Regions from separate parts of the Callithrix jacchus genome. Here region 2 is linked to region 1. Evidence: chromatin contacts called from public Hi-C data. All regions are on one chromosome and are shown on one strand. The core of a region is the stretch at or near the end of the contact, and the rest is flanking DNA. Distances in the headings are between cores, read along the strand shown.

What was found. Hi-C and Micro-C count contacts between places; a contact is called where the count stands out from the background.
Region 2: a contact with region 1 is called in a Hi-C map of induced pluripotent stem cells, with 4 times the contacts expected there. The contact joins two enhancer-like sites. A contact is called at or near these places in 3 of 3 Hi-C or Micro-C datasets (induced pluripotent stem cells and skeletal muscle).

Annotation. Positions count from the first base shown.
Region 1 is chr8:55,360,222-55,362,921 of calJac240_pri, reverse strand. The region is part of intron 1 of RNASE4 (ribonuclease A family member 4); the gene reads right to left. Among named protein-coding and RNA genes, the nearest start is that of RNASE4, 16 kb to the right of the region's middle. Within about 2 kb of position 1,346, at least 3 of the 16 cell types and tissues checked have an H3K27ac peak or open chromatin away from gene starts, as enhancers often do.
Region 2 is chr8:55,423,125-55,425,824 of calJac240_pri, reverse strand. No RefSeq gene overlaps it. Among named protein-coding and RNA genes, the nearest start is that of RNASE1, 10 kb to the right of the region's middle. Within about 2 kb of position 1,329, at least 5 of the 16 cell types and tissues checked have an H3K27ac peak or open chromatin away from gene starts, as enhancers often do.

The DNA.
Region 1 (2,700 bases), core at 97-2,596:
GTTCTTTTAAATGTCACCTCCTATATCCACAGCCACCTTTTACCTTTGCACAGAGAGATATAAAGCTCTGTGTCATATTCGCGTTCCTACAGCTGTAGATGTGAGATATGGTGTTAGGAAGAGAAAGAAGTAAAGAGGTTGTGGGAGGAAGGGCAGATGTTTTACTGATTTCCTCTTTGCCCCAAGAACAATGCATACAACTTCTGAAGGTATACTTAGCACTTGGATTATAGCTTCAGCAGATCAATATATTTTGGGTTATTTTTCCATTGGCACCTCCAGTTTATATGGTTTTATCTACTTTCTCTTATCCTCATTCTTTGTGACCAAGAATATGGTTTAGCAAGATAAGTGGCTACAGAGAAAACCTTACCTATTCATGCAAGAACAAACCCAGGATGTCAGCTTTTCTACAGTAACCAAGTAAACAAGACATAGAAAAATATTTGAGGACAGCAGGCCAATGTAGATACCAAGGGGTGCATGGCAAAGCTCTAGCTACAAGAGAAAATTGAATCATCTCCACATCATCCCAACACATACTTTTGGATCAGGATTTTCCCCAAATGCTTTCTCCAGTGCACCACCCTGACTCACAATAAGAACATCTTTTGACATTGTGGTCTAAAACACTGAGGCTGTGACCATGAGAAAATTGCTTAATCTCTCTCAGCATATCTCATCATCAGTAAAATGACATATAATACCCACCTCTTAGGGATGCTATGAAGAATAAATGGGAAAGTCAATGTAAAGTCCTATAAAAAGGCCGAGCACAGGGCACATGCTCAGCAAATGTTGGCAATTACTGTATTAATTTATTACTATTTCCATTTTTCTTGATTCCCTCTGCTTCTGTCAATCTGGATAAAATAATGAATGGCTACACTGAGTTGTATATATTATTGACCCCCTTTTATTTCGTAGAGCTGTGTTCCCAATAAATTGGAAGTCTGTTTTTAAACTATAAAATATCTCAGCTGCTAGATCCCTAGAGACTTTTTTCCTCTCCAAATTGCATAGAATTTTCTTCCTTGCATGTCACTATCCTTCAAAGGACTTGGCATTTTGGAGCTCTCCTTCTCTTTCCTTGCAAAGCCAACAATCACAGCTGACCAGGACTTCAATTCTTCAAATGATTTACTTACAATAAAATGACCTGCCTGTGACTTGATATTTTATTTTAAACAGCTTGTGGTTATGATAGAACAAGAAGCCCAGACCAAAAGGGACTAGGAATGCTTACCCAGCTGCCAGGACCATCAGCAGGTCAGGAAACACCCCCATCCCACTGCCATGTGATTTCCTATGAAGCAGCCATTTCCCTTAACACCAGAGCAGACTATGCAGTGACAATGCTCCAGGCAGACATTTGGAGAAGATGTGAGTTTTCGCAGCTTATGGTGTGATCAGTATAATAATGGTCCATGCCTTTGACTTGTCCTGTGAAGGCCTTGAGTGGGGGCAATGATCTTGAGTAACTTTGTCTCACCTCAAGGAGCTAGTACTGGTTGGAAAATTCGAGAAAAGGGCCCACATAGTTTGCCAAAAACTGTGACTTCCTCATTTTCTGAGAGGCTTTTGAGATTTTGTAATATGGTAATTTTCTAATAAGAGATGTTTGGAATACTTTTTTCTATTTTCTTAGGAAATGACAGTGTTTTCCATTTTGAAATAGACTAATCCAGAGAGATCCCCGTGCTGAGAACACACCAGCAACCTACTTCTCAAACCCATTTCTAAGTGTAAATACCTGCAGTGAGGCTGGGCTTTCCGAGGTGGTACCTGGACCGTGCTCTATAACCTGAGTCCTGGGAAGCCAGGGCTTTTGGCCCATTTCAGGGCAATATTGGGAGCAGGAGAGGCCACCACAGGGAATAATGAGATCACAATAATTATGTGTTCACAAGGCAGTGAAACTGGTGATTTATAACTAATTTATTGGCAACCACTTTCTAAATAAAATATCCAGGCACTTATTGACAGAAATTAGGTAACAGGAAGCTAACCACTGATTGAACAGTGTGTTTTACAATGAGAGTGTTAAGTTATGTTTACTTAAAAATAAATCTTGAAGGAGAATAAGGGGTAAACTTGGAATTGTTTTTTTGAGATGAAGTCTCCGTCTGTCACCAGGCTGGGTGTGATCTTGGCTCACTGCAACCTCTGCCTCCCAGGTTCAAGTGATTCTCCTGCCTCAGCCTCCTGAGTAGCAAGACTACAGGCACACACCACCACATCCAACTAATTTTTGTATTTTTAGTAGAGATGGGGTTTCATTATTGGCCATAATACTCTCCATCTCTCTCTCTCTTTTTTTTGATACAAAGTCTTGCTCTTGTCCTCCAGACTGAAGTGCAATGGCATGATCTTGGCTCATTGAATCCTCTACCTCCTGGGTTCAAGCAATTCTCCTGCCTCCGCCTCCTGAGTGGCTGGGATTACAGGTGCTTGTCATCACACCGGCTAATTTTTGTATTTTTAGTAGAGACAGGGTTTCACCATGTTGGCCAGGCTGGTCTCGAACTCCTGACCTCAGGCAATCTGCCTGCCTGGGCCTCCCAAAGTGCTGGGATTACAGGCGTGAGCCACCGTGCCCAGCCAGAATCTTTTCATAACTTCCCCAAAACATCACACTTCCCTGACATTAATTGATAAAGTAAAAGATTACAGAGAAACTAATGTAATTGGTTTTTAGAA
Region 2 (2,700 bases), core at 80-2,579, 63 kb before region 1:
TCCCGCACTTTTCAAGTTAGCCAGCTGGGTTGAGCTTAGATTCTGCAGTCCAACTCCAGCTAAAGGAGGCAGGACACAGTAACAGGTTCAAGCTGCATTAAGAGATAATAAAAACTCTTGCTCTCCTTTGTTCTATGTGTGCTTGCCATCACTCCATCTGCGAGTAGCACTCTTTCTGCAGAAAGTAAATTTGCCTTGCTGAGAGATCCTTTGTCTCACTGCTGATTCTTCTTTGCAGCACCGAGCATTTGTTCCCAACGAATTTGGTGGCCCATATGGGGACTTCATTCTCCCCCTGGGAAAAGAGTCTCTGATCACCTCTCATGAGGAGATGCATCCTGCTGCCTCATTGTGGTGACCTCAGGGGAAAGGAATCGAGACTCACCCTGTGTGATGAATTAACCTGGACTCTCAGCAACAGGGGAGAAAAGGCTTTTAACACCATAGTGACCAGGTAACTCTGTGCACAGACCAAGGTAAGAAGTGTCAGAGGAGTGGCAAAGTATTTCCTTGGTGGTTGGGAGGTTGAGGGGGGAAGATTCTGGAGGTTGAAAGTGCATGTGGAGTGAGTGAGTGAGTCCATTTTGTGGTTCCATGGTCACCTCATACGGCTCCTCGAAGCAGTCTGAAGCAGTCCCTTGAGGGAAGTGGCCAGAGCAGAGGAAGTGAAGAGAGAGCTGTGCAAGAAGCCTCCATCAGGTGGGGTTAAACCTCCAGAGAAGGAAAGGCAAGAGACCTAATAGGAGAGGTTGAGCTTTAACAAAACCCCCAGGGAAAGAGAAGGCAAGAAACTTCTGATAGGAGAGGCTGAGACTAGGCAAGCCTCCAAGGGAAGGCAGGGCAAGAAACTTCTAATAGAAGAAGTTGAGCTCCCACCCCAACCCTGCAACCAGGAGTGTTAGAAACCTCCAGTAAGGGGGGTTGAAAACTCCACGGAAAAGGCCCATCCTAGTTGGGCACCACCCCAAACCTTCAAGATGGGAAATGTTTCAAGTAAGACAGGGAAGATAAAGAGCCAATCAGATGATAAAATTCCTCCTGTTACTCTTCTGGAACTTATGTTAAAATATTGGAAAGATAATAAATATAAAAGAATCAGCAAATGATAAAATATTGTTGTTTTATTTGGACTTGAGAGCCTATCCTCAAACCCTCAATTTTCTGGCCAAAATTCAGGTCCAATGAGGAGTGGATTTGTCAGCTTTTAATAGAATGTGTTAATGACAAGACTGCACAATCTAAGCTGAACCCGATTGGATAACTTGAAAACTGCAGGAATACGGGTTATATCTGTGGGAAGCTGGGAAGATTAGTTTTGGTGGGAAAAAGCTGTTACAGCAGGAAAAGCTCTTATAGCTGAGAGGGGGTGATTTCTTGGTAGGCATGCCTGAGCATAGCAGGGTGGGAGAGGCTGATAGATTGGCAAGCAAGATTAATTTAGGCAAAGAACAGGGAAATAAGACTTGAGGACAGATGGAACAAGGAAGTAAAAACCTGTTGGAGAAGAACACCTTGTTTGTAACAAAGTGAAACTCTTTGGAGAGGAACTGTCCAAACTACTTGTTTTAATAATTTTCCCCCTCTTGAATGTATACACTTCCTTCTTCAAATGTATTTAATGTGGCTTGAATTTGTTGTTCTTTTTGATTATCTAGAAGCAAAAGTTTGTCTGAATAGGGTGGGGGAGAATTGGGAAAGGTTTTAGTGAGAAAGGTTTTAGTGTTTTTACCTTGGGCAACAAGAGACTGCTACATTGTGGTGCATTGGTGAGACTGTAACAGTGGCAGAGAACCATCCTGCTAAAAGTAAAGCCTCTTCCCCAGGGGCAGTCCACATCTAATAAATGGTGAGGGGATATAAAGGCTTGGTCCCTTTACCTTAATTCTGAAGGTCAATCTAGTTCTAGAGAAAGCTAGCATTCCTATGGGATTGGCCAAGACCTTTGTTGTGACTGCATGAAAGTTCTACCTCCCCCATCCAATTATGCTTCCTTCACTCCCTCTGCAGGTATTGCTCCAAGATTTCTCCCCAGTAAACATCTTAAATGAACATTTTAATCTCAGGGTTTATTTTCAGAGGGAATCTGCCCTATGACTCAAGAGTATAAATGCAAATATATGAGTTTTTATTGAAGACAGTGTACATGTAAAAAGTTGTAAATCTTATAAATGTCCCCAAATACAGAATTTATTTTATGAATTATGATATATCCATAACATGAAATACTGTAGAGCCATTCAGAGTAATATAGATACATGTTGACTTGGAATAGGATGGATTTTTGTTTTTTTGTTTTTGTTTTTGAGACAAGGTCTCACTCTGTCACCCAGGCTGGAATGCAGTGGTTTGATCATGGCTCACTGCAGTTTCACCCTCTTGGGCTCAAGCCATCCTGCCACCTCAGTCTCCTGAGTAGTTGGGGCTACAGGCATGTACCATCGCACCCAGGTAATTTAATTTTTGTTTTGTTTTGTTTTTTGGGAGAGACAAGGTTTCTCCTACAGTGCGCAGGCTGGTCCACGTGCAAGCCACCATGCCTGGCTAATTTTTAAAATTTTTAGTAGGGACAAGGTCTCCCTGTGTTGGCCAGGCTGGTCTCGAACTCCTCGTCACCAGCAATCTACCTGCTTCAGTCTCCCAAAATATTGGGATTACAGGCATAAGCCACCATACCCAGCCTAGGATACATTTTTAAATAAA